Regions from separate parts of the Gossypium hirsutum genome. Here region 2 is linked to region 1. The links are chromatin contacts, called in public Hi-C maps. All regions are on one chromosome and are shown on one strand. The core of a region is the stretch at or near the end of the contact, and the rest is flanking DNA. Distances in the headings are between cores, read along the strand shown. Region 1 has its middle 31 kb from the start of LOC121225385. Region 2 holds the start of LOC121221046 (putative GEM-like protein 8).

Evidence for each region. Hi-C and Micro-C count contacts between places; a contact is called where the count stands out from the background.
Region 2: a contact with region 1 is called in a Hi-C map of leaf, with 2.0 times the contacts expected there. The contact joins the promoter of LOC121221046 here to the enhancer-like site in region 1. A contact is called at or near these places in 3 of 34 Hi-C or Micro-C datasets (anther and leaf).

Annotation. Positions count from the first base shown.
Region 1 is chrA03:107,759,936-107,767,345 of Gossypium_hirsutum_v2.1, reverse strand. No RefSeq gene overlaps it. Among protein-coding and RNA genes, the nearest start is that of LOC121225385, 31 kb to the right of the region's middle. Within about 2 kb of position 3,150, at least 3 of the 9 cell types and tissues checked have an H3K27ac peak or open chromatin away from gene starts, as enhancers often do. A contact at or near this core is called in leaf, where this site is marked.
Region 2 is chrA03:107,891,864-107,898,752 of Gossypium_hirsutum_v2.1, reverse strand. It overlaps LOC121221046 (putative GEM-like protein 8), which reads left to right and starts at 4,869. Exons shown (of 3, transcript XM_041101394.1): 1 at 4,869-5,156; 2 at 5,253-5,333; 3 at 5,423-6,054. The coding sequence starts at 4,934. The coding sequence ends at 5,892. LOC107887771 (GEM-like protein 4) reads left to right here and starts at 305. Exons shown (of 3, transcript XM_016811999.2): 1 at 305-534; 2 at 631-711; 3 at 801-1,435. The coding sequence starts at 396. The coding sequence ends at 1,270. It overlaps LOC107886877 (a long non-coding RNA gene), which reads right to left. Exons shown (of 2, transcript XR_001680940.2): 2 at 6,433-6,695.

The sequences.
Region 1 (7,410 bases), core at 1,901-4,400:
CGTTTGGTTTAGGTTTTTAGCGGCGCTTTTTAAGAAACACCGCTAATGCTCATTATTAGCGGCGTTTTTGTAAAAGCGCCGGTAATACTGATATTTAGCGGCGTTTTTTTTAAATCGCCGCTAATGCTTAATTTTTAGCGGCGTTTGTTGTCCAATCGCCGCTAAAAGCGCCGCTAAAAGTCTGTTCTGGTGTAGTGTAGGTAACATGCACAACGACACGTTACCTCTCTAGTTTTGACACATAACCTTAGAGGTATCTTTGAAGGGGCCTCCTCACGAGTAGGCGAGCTGGGGCAATAAGCTGAGAGGTGGAGCTAGAGAGTGGCGAATAGACTAGTTGAAGAACGGGGAGGTGGCGAACTACGAATTAGCTAGCTAGAGAACAAATGAGTTAGGGAAGGTGGCGAGCAAGCGGGGTGGCGAGCAAGCGGAGTGGCGAGCTAGATGACATCCCTTCCTCAATTGGGTCGAGATTCAAATCACCCGGGTGGACCGAATTTTAGGTTTGTGAAGTATTATATAACAGCAATATAGTAAGTGACCGACCAATGGGGTCCCAACTTAGTTGTAAAATTACCATAAACATATTATTTTTACAAAGCATCAAATATTATTTTAAAGGTATTTTTGTTTTTTGTTTCTACTTTTATATAAAATCTAAAAAAAAAATACATACATATGATGATATTTGAACCCAAAGCACAATGACATTCACTCCCTCAACTTTACTATTTTAACTAAAGTCATGTTTAATTTTCATGTCAATTTTTTATAAATTTATTACATAATTTTTTCACCCACATCGTGGGTGTGTCATAATCTAGTATGATTATATTAGAATAAAATGTAATTTATAATAATTAAAATATTTTATAACTAATTCGAGTTTTATTAATTTTAATTAAAAATATTGAATATAAAGATCGATGATAACAAAAATAAATAAAATAATAAGTAATTTATAAATGGTAAAGTTTTCATTTTATTTAATATTGATTTAGGTAGTGTTTAGAAAGTATCCCAATAATTAAATTTGGATGTGATTGTTTGTAATTATTAAGGTGTAACATGTTCGAGTAGCCATTGTAATTGATGGGTCCTCCCTTGAATTGAATGTAATTGGAGCACCCAAATTTACTTTCCAATTCTTAGGAAAGAGGTTGAAAATTGAGGTAATTACACGGGTAATTACAAGCAATTACCAATTGTCCTATGACTTTTCAAACATATATAAATGATTTAAGTTTAATAAATTATTTTTATTCAAGTTTATAAAAGTTATTTTTTATACAAAAATAATAAAATATTTTAATTCTAGGATATATAAATTATTTATTTAAAATATAATTATATATTTATTATTAGATAAAAATGCTTTGTTATTGGACATATCAAGTCCAAGCATTCCAAGCAAATTTTGACTTAATAACAAATTAGGTTTATAAAAATCATATTATAAATTCTATATTATTGTTTGGCATGTATTTCAACATCTTAAAATAAGTGTTATAAAAACTATCTAGCACTTTATAAACCAATATTTATAAAATTTATATTAATTGTGATTTAATTTGTGTGGAATAATAGTAATCAAAATATTATCAAAATAGTTATAAAATTGAGTTGCTGTTGGACCCTAATATAAGTTAATTTCAAATTAGTTGGTTTGCATCTCAATTTCTAGAGTGCTATAAAAAAATATGGTTTGGGAGAGATCTCGAAATAGATTAAAAATTGGATCTAGTAATCCATTAATATTATCATCATCACCTTGTTGTTATTTAATTTTATTTTTCTTGTAAATTATTCAAATTGTTACATACTATTTTTGTATGAAAATATTATGTAGTGATGCTAGTTATGCAATTCAAAAAATTTTCTTGTACCACATCGTGGGATACAATATCATTTGAGAGAATGTAGCCAAATACAAAAATTAAAGGCAAATTGCGAACTCTTTAAATTATGGTATTCAAAGTTACGAAATATGGTTGATAAGATATTTTTATTCAAAAAAAAGTTCCCATATTAACATTACACCTCAATATAATCTAAAAACCAACGTTAAATGATGCTGGTATGTTGCTTACTTTGTAACTTTATTCGTAGGTGGAATTGGAATGATCAATATTTTAAAGAGTAAATTGAAGAAGAAGATCCTAATAATTTGAATGATATATATTCATATTATGATTCATAGGATGAACAAATTGGTCAAGAACCAAAATATGATGATAATGGCTATATGTTAAATGTTATAGAGGGAGAGCAATTAAATAAAATTAGATATGATGTTTATTTTTCTTATTATTTTTATTAGTAATCATCTGAATTGACATTTTATATATACTGATTTGTTTTTTGTTACTTTTTTAGAATTTTTTTAAAGTATTATTGATAATTTTTATAATAGTTAATATTTAAAAAAAATGTTAAATTATGTAACTAAAGAATTATAATTTGTATCACCAAATATGACACAGAGAATTATTATGTAATTACAATTTTTTAACTAAATGCTTTTCTCGAATTACTCTTTAGTATCCAAACACAACCTTAATAAATAAATCTTAGAAGTTTGTTGATTTTTCATAGAAGAATAAGTGAGTAATTTTCAAATAATAAAATAGATTTGAATGCTTTTCCTTTTGTATTTGTGGTATTTTTTCTATGTCCTCTAGAAAAAAAAAATCCAATTGTTGATGATGACAACTAGGCATTAGGTGCAAGGTTTAAGTAGTGATTGGATTAAGGCAACAAATTATTGCAATTGAAGCAAGCTCATACATGTATATATTCTCAAGCTTTTTTTGGGAGGAGTCGGGGAAAAATCTAAGGAAGGAAATGCCTATCATGCATTGTCCCATGTGTTTCCAACTTCCAATTACAGAATAATAATAATAAAAAAGAAAGTAGGTTTGTAGACAAAGTAGCTCAATTATTAAAGGGGTTTTTGACTTGACAAAAACCCAAAGAGCCAGCCCATTTGGTATATCAGAAAATGACTGCCCAAAATTGCCTTCCATTTGAGCAATTTTTTGCTTTTGTGATGCTTGCTTGCTTGATGGTCAGTGGTCAGTCACCTAGTATCCTTTTTAAAACATGGCACCTAATCTATAAGGAATTAAGAATAAGAAACTATATTATATAGATATGGGGACCTAATTCATGCATGTATACATATGAGAAGATGGCAGAAAGTTGAGTGAAGGGTCCCCACTGGGTTAGATTAAAGGTTATGGGTCAGGCTTATTTGTCATGGTCCTTTTTATTGCCTTGGGTTCAATTTGGTAATAATTTCTAGTTTTTTGATATTTTTTGGGTGTTTTTATTTTAATCATTCAAATAAAATAAATTTATAATTTGATCACTGTCATTACAATAATTTATTGTTTTCATCATCCAATGTTAAAGAATGATTGTGCGCATGACATGTCATTAATTTTGACCTTTTTGACTCCCTGTTAGTGTTCATCATATTCTTCATCAACCCATACACATAATTCCTTTCCAACTCTTAAATAAATGAAAAACGTGTTTGAGTGTGTTCGACCTCATGTCCTTCCAGTTCTGCAATAGCAATAACACCAACTGAGCTAAGGCTCAATCAACAAATATGATATATCTATACTAATTAAAAAAATCCTTGATTGAGTTGGTATTACGAGACAACCAAGCACCAACTTGGTTAAGAAAATTACAAAAAATGTCTTTTTATATTTAAAATAAGTCATATTATTTAAGGGTATTTTAGTCTTTTTAATTTAAAAATAATAAAAAATATTCATATGGTTGGATTTGAGCTCACACCAATTACATTGGTAAAACTTTAAATTTACCACCTAACTAAGATTTAATTTTATTATGCACACTTTATTATCTTTCACCAATTGTACATCTGTAATTACTTACTATTAATAAAATCCCTAATTGAGTTAGTGTCATGAGTCTATTGGACACCAACTAGATTATAAAAATTATTAAAATATCACTCCATATTTAAAATAAGTTATATTATTCAAGGGTATTTTAATATTTTAATTTTAAAAAATAAAAATATACATATAGTGAGACTTAAACTCATAGTAATTACATTAGGAAAACCTTAAATTTATCACTCAATCAAGGCTTTATTTTGATTTATTTATACATTTAATTTTATTATGCACACTTTATTAGTTTCAACTATACATTTCATTATTTATTGTATGTTATTTTAAACACAAATTTTTTTAAATATGTAATTTCCACATGCATACACATGTGATAAAACTTCTAGCATATATGTATTGTACAAATTTCTATTAGGAAAATTATTTAGTACACTAATGGTGGTGTACTTTTTAAACTCCATAAATAAAATTAAGGGTTGATAAGTGTTTTATATAAAAAAAATTTAAAAAAATATAAAATTTTTAAAAATATTTTTGGAATAAAATAAATACCAAATATTCACTTTCTTTTTTAGTATATATTAAACGTGTAATATTTCGTTTTATAAATCAAACCAATTCAGTTTTTCATATGTGAATAAAATGAAGTGCTACTCTTTTAAAAGCTTTACATTACTTACCCAAAGTGTTAAGCCCAAAGCTCTGGGCATTCAGATCAGCAAGTGGGCTTCTCACCATGTCACTTTTTTTTTGGTTAAATTCTGTTATTAGTTCCTATTAATTTGATATTTTTAGCCTTATATTTTTAAAATTTTGAATTTCAATCTTGATTAAATTGTAATTGTTAAATTAGTTAAGTATTGATATGTGTTTGTCAAAAAGATTTTAGAATAATAGGACTTAATTAATTTAATGATTATTACTTGTGTTAAGACTGAAATTTCAAAACTTAGAAAGAATAAGGACTAAGAATGAAAAAATTGGAGAACTTGGATTAAATCTACAAATTTACATAAAATACATGGCTAATATTAGAATTTAACCAAACGGATAGGGTGAGCGTTCAATCGAATCGAGTGAAAAAATTTAGAGTTAATTGAGTTCACGAGTCCTATTTTATCATCCTAACTCAATTTAAAATTTTTTGAATTAAGTCAAGTGAAATGGAATTCGAGTTGAGTCGAATCGAGTGAAACTGGTCTAGTTAAATTTTAAAAATTAAACATGTCAAATAAAAATATTGTTACAGTATAACTATTTCCATGTTAGAGACATAAATTTAAAACCATATATATTTGAAAAAAAATTTCAAAAAAAAGAAGATACTTGAGTAATCATTAATTAGGTTCCAAAATTATTATTTTAGATTTTTTTTTTAAAATTTTAACTTTTTATATATTTTTTTGAAATTTAAAAATTATTTTGAATTTTTTATAATTATTTTGAATTATTTTGTAATTTTTGTTGAGAGAAAGATCAATTTGCTTAGTTTCAAAGTTGACAGGGATCAAAAGGATATTTACACAAATCTGTTATTTAAATTATTTGAATTGTGAAATTCAACTCAACTCGAACTCGAAATTCAAATCAAGTTATTTGAGTTAACTTGAATAATTTGAATAACTCTATTTCATTAACTCGAAATTTGAATTTTTTTTCAAATACAATCGAATTTTGCTCACCCCTATAAACATATTTAATTATTATTGTTTGAATCGGAACTAATTAAAATTTTAAAATTCAAAAAGTATAAAAATTAAAATTTATCAATTAAAAAAAATATAAGAATACAATTGGCTAAATTAAAGTATTGAAATTAAATCCAAAACTTAAATATAGTACACATACTAATAATAGATTTTGACATTCATTTTATCATTTAACTAGGACATGAAGCTACATTGAACTTAATAATATGACATATTTATCAATAAATATGGAGTGTAATTGTAAAATATTTTATATTTTCTAGAAGAGATGTAACTTTAAATCCTAAAAACAATATTGTTAAAAGAAAAAATTACAAATCTCTACACGTAACTAATATTCTTTCATGACTGCTTGGTTGAGGTTGGTTGAATGTCCCATCCCATCCCACACTAAGCCATTCAATGTCCTCACCATCATAATAATTTCTTGTAACTAATACCCATTCATATATTCATCATTGCAAATATTTATCAACACCAGACATGGTCGCTAAGTTTCCGGGGTCCAGTCCAGAGGAAAACAAATCTCCATTCATCCCACATATGTTAATTGCAGATAAAAAAATATTTAAAAATTGAATCAATTTGATTAAGGTCTTCGATAATAATTATTTTAATTAAGAAAGGGTTGCTTGTTTGATTACGGAGGATCAATGGCTAAGATTTATTTCTTTCCAAAGTTTGAACCGTATCTATATGTTATGTGCTTTTTGTATTAGTGTAGATATGGTTTTTAGGTTCAATGGAATGTCAACTTTACGAATATGAAGTACGGACTAAAGATTAAAGATTCTATAGTGATCAAATGTTCCTTTCCCTTTGGGAAACAATAGAAGCTTATATGTATGTATATATATATATATTTCACTGTCATGCCTTACCTCTTAAGTTCATTCAAGAGACGACCCTGGTTGCTATATAGATGATAATGGCCTATCTCTTATTAGGGTTAAGTGGCAAAACGACATGGACGATGCAATGAAAGTGCTCCAACGGATCATCTAAAACCAAGCACCAATAGGTAAGTGGGGATATGTTTATGACAAAGACATCTTTCACGTGTCTAATTTGCACCAATACTTGTGTCCTATGTATATTAATAATGGGCATTCTGTGATGAAGAAGCAGATGCATGGTGTATAGAAAGATGCTTGACATCTGATAATGAAACCAAACAAGAACTTATTCTTTTAAATCTTTTATCAGAATCTGTAATTGTATCAAATTGGGAAATGAGGTGCCTGCCAGCCATCATCCTGATAGCCTATATAAGCAACCCCTTGGTCTCCAAAACTTTGCAGCTCTTTCTCATTATCAATATATGTAGAGGCTATTACGAAACATTATGTATGTATATGTATTAATCAAGGCTTTTCTCGTTCACTCTCCCTCAAGGGCTTCCCCAACATGACATGCATGGTGCTAGCTTAATGCTGCCTGCATATGGAAATGCTTGGCGAAGTCCTTAGGGGGGGTGCATGAGACATTATTGTCTTGTTGCATGCTTTCTGTCAGATCAGATCACATCAGTAATGCGGACTGTGCATAAGCTTTTCCTCCATAGATGGTTCATTAATCTCGGTACGTAGAGCAACTTCAAGAAAGTCAACAGTCACGAAGTTAAAATTCATTCTCACGTGAAAAAATTCGATCGAAATAGAAGAGACAATAGTAAATTTTCTTTACACCTATAATTATTATGGTGTCAAATGGAGGTGTCTTGATTTCTGAGTTCAATATATAGTTTCCTAGGCATGATCAATGGCAGCTTCACTTTGAAAAATATTACTTAATTCAGTGATGCATAT
Region 2 (6,889 bases), core at 3,620-6,119, 130 kb before region 1:
GCCCATTTTCAAGGACTATGCCTTTTCCATTTATAATTATATTTTTCTTCCCATGGTTGTTTTCTATTTATTTATACTTAAAAAGGATATTCGTATTAGAGTTTGGTCTATTGAACATCTTGGAGGACATCATTAATAAGAATCTTTTCTTTTTCTTAAAGGAACCAAATCTTCTTATAATCTAACTTCCTTTTTTGCTTTCAGATTCTAACTTTTGGAATTGATGAGCTATTGGTGACTCATGCACCAAAAAAGTTAGATTCAACTTCCACTTCTACACCCCCCTTTAAATACACATCATTTCCCAAAAATCATGATTCATCACAACCTCAAGAAACATTCAACAGCTCGTTGGCATTCAATTCCATTTCATTCATCAAAAAAAAGAAAAAAAAATGAAGAACCAGATGCTTAAACAAGTTATTGGAGTACCAATCAAAGCAGCAACTTATAGAGTTGAGAGAAGAACATCAAGGCAATACATACCTGATGCTGCTGGCCAATACCACGTTTCATCACAAGGGTGTACAAAAAGTAGGTCTCCCTTTCAATCTTCACTAATTGTGGATTATGGGAATTTCATGTTAAAGTTGTTTCTTTTTTCTAATGAGAAACTGTTTGTAATTGCAGGCAAAGGAAACTTTGTACTCAAAAGGATGAACTTGCTAGGGAAGAAAGCCGATATGTTCGCCCATGGAGACCGAGAGCATGGTATGAACACTCTTAAGCTATCAGTTATATTGATGTCTCTTAAGATTAAAGTGAAATGAAAGCTAAAGTTTTCATTTTTGAAACTACAGTGAGACTGGGGCCAAAGATCAGTGAAACAGTGAAGGGAAAGCTGAGTTTAGGGGCAAGGATTCTTCAAGTAGGAGGGTTAGAGAAGATTTTCAAGCAATTGTTTAGTTTCAAAGAAGGGGAGAAGCTGTTGAAGGCTTGCCAATGCTATTTATCAACAACAGCAGGCCCTATTGCTGGCCTACTTTTCATCTCATCTGAAAAGGTTGCCTTTTGCAGTGATAGATCAATCAAAGTACCTTCTGCAAATGGAGAATTTCTGAGAGTCCATTACAAGGTTGTGGTTCCAGTTGAGAAAATAAAGGGGGTGAACCAGAGTGAGAACATGAAGAAACCATGTCAAAAGTACATGGAAATTGTGACAGTGGATGGTTTCGATATCTGGTTCATGGGGTTCTTGAATTATCAGAAAGCTTTCAAATGTCTGCAGCAGGCAATCTCACAGAGACTGGATGATGTTGACACTTTCTAGGTGGCTTAACACATGTTTCATGAGATTGTTTTGTTGATGAAAAGTGGAGCAGTAATTAGTAAATCACTGTTAAAATTGTAAAAATTGTAAAAATGGTTGTTGTAGATTGAATATACGATCCTTAATTAAGGATCAAAATTAAATTCAATTTTATGTTGATTTTTACTCTCTTTTTACTGAGATTCTTTATATCTGGCACGAATATGTTTTGGAACATGTCTAGCTTATACTACAATTGTCCAGTGTAGCATGAATAAGATATGCCTATTTGCAAGCACAAATTTAATAAGCCATAGGGAGAGAATTAACATGTATCTATGTACGCAAGTGTAAATGTGGCAGATTTATGAATAGGACAGCATTTTGGCAACTATTTTTTCGTGCCTTCTCTGTTGCAACCTTTATCACTAGAACTAGTCAACGCTTAGAAATTGTATGGCAAAAGCTGTAAAAATAACCCTTTACATATTTTGCTATTAAGATCAGCGTATAATTCAAGGTAGATTTCTGCTGCAGTTTGTGCTGTTTTTTCATAGGTGGGTGGGTTTGAGAGTTGAGAATAAAAGGAGATAATATGATTTGTGCGATTTCTGCTGCATTTGTGGGAAAGGTTTCATGTAGCAGCTGATAATATGATTTGCAGATATTCTTCAACTCCTTAAAAATAAATGGAGAAATGTGTTAATGCACTTACAAGGCAATGCGTAGTTCCACTCCAAATTGGGATATGGAAGACAAGAATGAGGATAAGAGTGTTGATACAATGTACTGATCAAGAACTGTGCTTGGAAACACCACAATGTCATTCTAGATGGATTCAATTGAATCAATGATAGTACGATTATTTTCATAATTCATTCGATATGGCAGTAATTAGAAGCATGTACGTTGATCAATTCTCGTAAAATTACTTGTACACCACCAAGTCATTTCATTTGTAAATAGATTGATTCAATTTTATTAATAATTGTATGATTAATTATATATATATATTCATTCGATTGAATCAATGAATGTCACAATTCATTTTACTACGATAGTAGTTTGAGGAATGTACAATTGATTAATATTGTGAGAGTTCGTCATTTTGTCTTCTAGTTGTATGTTTAGTTGCAATTGGATTTACTAACTAAATCAGGAAAAAATTGAGATGGCAATAGAAATTAGTTACACAATTTAGAAACTTCTTATATTTGTGCAGTCTTATCAAGAAAGTAATCCACTGTCAATTTATAGTACATGATGTGATTTAAGTTCAACTCACTCATTAACTTGCAATCCCACCCCTATATATTAACTAGATCACTCTCACAACTAAATCTTTTCGCTTGAAAGATTAGTTATAAACTAGACAATGAGAATATTTTGTACAAAACAATTACGCACTAAAATAAATTCTTTAGAATGAACATGTTAGTGTTCTCAATCTCCTTGAAATTAATTAGATCAGGTCTTTAATATGGAATAAAAGAATAGAAATTTCTAGTAATAATCTTCTAAGGAACCAAATAATAATCTTCTAAGGAACCAAATCTCTTTAATTAAGGAAGCTTGATCCCATTGAAAGTCTTCTAAGAATAAAATTACTACTAATTAAAATTCTTAGAGATATGCATTAAAAAAGTTGAAAGTTTTTCAATATAAAATATTTATACATATATGACAAGTTACACAAAAACTAGATGCAAGTTGAATCTTGCATTGCATCTAGAATATATAATTTTTTAAATATCAACACCAATTTACTACACAATAAATTTTGTTAATGTTTATGTTGTAAAAAGTTTCATTTTTGTGAGAAGGAACAAAGTAATCTGTTAGCAAGGGAATGAATCTCACATCACTTGGGTATAAAAGGCAAAGAGATTATGAGTTTATATAAGAATCCATATCCCACATTATTTAGAAAAATAAGTATAGACACTAAAATTAATCAAATATATTGTGCACAAATGAATCAAAAACCTAGATATAATACATGAATTAATAGTAGAATTGAACCTTTTACAACAGTTAATTTCTATCAAGTTAGAGACCCGATTTAAGGGTGAGACAGTAAACAACTTCAACAATATTGCAGTTACTAAAACAGGTAATTATTTTTTGCTTATAATTGGTTCTGAGGCTGAAAAACCATAATGAATCTTAACAACTATTAATTTTCCGTGTTGCCAGCACTTGTGAAAGCCAGCCAACCCTTCCTTTATTCGGGCCCTATTATCAACTTTTTCGAATTCATTTAGGGAATGCTCCTGAGGTGGCAGTCTTACATCATGCCAATTATGGGATGCTCCTATGATATGTTTTCCTTGGAAAAAGGTTGACTAAAGACCAGCCTTGAACTCCCTCCATTCTTGTGTTGCTTGCTTTTATGTTAAGCAAATGCTTCACAATATCATAGTCTTGATTGTTGATTTGGGCATTGGAAAAAAGCAGGTGATGTGAGTCTAAATCTTTATATTACATGGCCTACTCCCCATTCATTTCCACCTCAGTATTACAAATTAAAGAATGTTTAAAAAGAATTAATGCATTCCAGATGAGCATATGAACACTAACTTGGTGTGTTTGCTTCTTTTGTTTGACCATTGGAGTCCATAGTTCTTTATAGAAGCCCCACTTTCTTCCCCTTTTCATCACTTATAGAATAGAAGCTCCCGAGGTTTTAAAGATCCCTTGACTGACAGAGGAAAATGAAGATTGTAGCCATAATTCCTGTCCTTAAAGGGATTAACTGTGAAAAAGGAAAAGAGATTGTATGGATAAATCCTGCACCATGTGAAAGTACATAATGAATTTGGAAATTTTAAACTATTTTTGAGCTATTTATAAATCCAGCACTTTACCATACTTCACCTGTGCTAAACATAGAGAGCTACAAAGTGCAAAGCAAATAAATCATTGCTCACCAAATTGTTAGCAACAAAACGTATTGTGAAAATAATATGAAATACCAACATATATCATTTCTTAAACAAAGAAATCCAACTTAAAATAATACCCAACAACTTTGGAGAGAGCTACTACTCAGAGCTCTTTAAAATGTCCAATAAACAAAGATGCTGTTCAGCATCACAGTTGATCTCACATGCTCATGGATGTCACTGCATTATCGTGCAAGATGCATGTTATCGTATCCCTTAATATGCAATTTGTGCTGGTTGATGTGAACCTTTCATTGCTTTTCTTTCTTGACCAGTAAGGAGCGGCAGACATCAGAAAGCTACAATGCCAACTCAGAAAGTAGCAAAACCACATCTTCTCAGAGTCGGTAAAAGAGAAAAAAAAAAGTTATATTAAAAGGTTGTCTCAACTACACAGGGTATTGTTTTATATTTTTTTACTGCACTGCCCATTTTCAAGGACTATGCCTTTTCCATTTATAATTATATTTTTCTTCCCATGGTTGTTTTCTATTTATTTATACTTAAAAAGGATATTCGTATTAGAGTTTGGTCTATTGAACATCTTGGAGGACATCATTAATAAGAATCTTTTCTTTTTCTTAAAGGAACCAAATCTTCTTATAATCTAACTTCCTTTTTTGCTTTCAGATTCTAACTTTTGGAATTGATGAGCTATTGGTGACTCATGCACCAAAAAAGTTAGATTCAACTTCCACTTCTACACCCCCCTTTAAATACACATCATTTCCCAAAAATCATGATTCATCACAACCTCAAGAAACATTCAACAGCTCGTTGGCATTCAATTCCATTTCATTCATCAAAAAAAAAAGAAAAAAAAATGAAGAACCAGATGCTTAAACAAGTTATTGGAGTACCAATCAAAGCAGCAACTTATAGAGTTGAGAGAAGAACATCAAGGCAATACTTACCTGATGCTGCTGGCCAATACCACGTTTCATCACAAGGGTGTACAAAAAGTAGGTCTCCCTTTCAATCTTCACTAATTGTGGATTATGGGAATTTCATGTTAAAGTTGTTTCTTTTTTCTAATGAGAAACTGTTTGTAATTGCAGGCAAAGGAAACTTTGTACTCAAAAGGATGAACTTGCTAGGGAAGAAAGCCGATATGTTCGCCCATGGAGTCCGAGAGCATGGTATGAACACTCTTAAGCTATCAGTTATATTGATGTCTCTTAAGATTAAAGTGAAATGAAAGCTAAAGTTTTCATTTTTGAAACTACAGTGAGACTGGGGCCAAAGATCAGTGAAACAGTGAAGGGAAAGCTGAGTTTAGGGGCAAGGATTCTTCAAGTAGGAGGGTTAGAGAAGATTTTCAAGCAATTGTTTAGTTTCAAAGAAGGGGAGAAGCTGTTGAAGGCTTGCCAATGCTATTTATCAACAACAGCAGGCCCTATTGCTGGCCTACTTTTCATCTCATCTGAAAAGGTTGCCTTTTGCAGTGATAGATCAATCAAAGTACCTTCTGCAAATGGAGAATTTCTGAGAGTCCATTACAAGGTTGTGGTTCCAGTTGAGAAAATAAAGGGGGTGAACCAGAGTGAAAACATGAAGAAACCATGGCAAAAGTACATGGAAATTGTGACAGTGGATGGTTTCGATATCTGGTTCATGGGGTTCTTGAATTATCACAAAGCTTTCAAATGTCTGCAGCAGGTACTCTCACAGAGACTGTATGATGTTGACACTTTCTAGGTGGCTTAACAAATGTTTCATGAGATGAAACGCGGATGAGTAATCAGTAAATCACTGTTACAATTGTAAAAACAAATTGTTGTTCTAGATTGAATATACATTATACACCATCCTTAATTAAAGATCAAATTTAAATTCTATTTTATGCCAATTTTTACTAAATTGGAACTGTCCATTGTAACCTTATTAAGATACGTTTTATTTACGAGTACGTTGTGTCAGTAATGTGTTTAGTCTTTAAATAAGCCATTGGGAGAGAATTTGCAGGTATCTATGCAGGTAATTGTGCAATTGGCAACTGTAAATGTGGCAGATTTATGATTAGGACAGCAATTTTAGCAGAATTTATCCATTTAAAAATGGTTAATTTCTCTAACTTACAAATAATAAATGGATTAATAGCAGAATTTATCCACTTAAAAATGGTTAATTTCGATCAAGTAATTGCAATGCTTGTGGTAAGAGGTACGCAATTAGGGATGGTAATGGAAGAGTTGGTAGGGAGCAAGTGTAAGACCCAATTTTGGCCCGGATTACACATACAAAAAACCAAAATTAAAACAGATCATCAAATGAGTCCATTTACAAATAAGCCCAAATACCCAATTACATAAAACAGCCCAAAATACAAGCCAAGTTACAAATGGCCCAACAACACTAGGCCCAAATTCGAAAACTCTAGGGTTTCCATCTATTTCGCTCCGTAGCAATGGCCACCAACAGCCTCCATGCACCACGCAAGACCCCCGACTCGCGCATTGCTCACCCCACATCGGTGTTCTCCGCCCCCATGTCTTCACGACCTGCAGCATGAGCAAAATGGCCAAAAACCGCTTGTTTTGGGGTATAAAGCCTCTAAATTTTGATTGTAAATGGTTTTTTTAACTCTTTTTTTTTTAGAGAAATTGAATACGGATTGAGTACGAAAAAGCATGCAAACAAAATTGATTCAAACAAGATCTTTTGAAGGTGATTATTTTTCTATCTTTGATTTTCT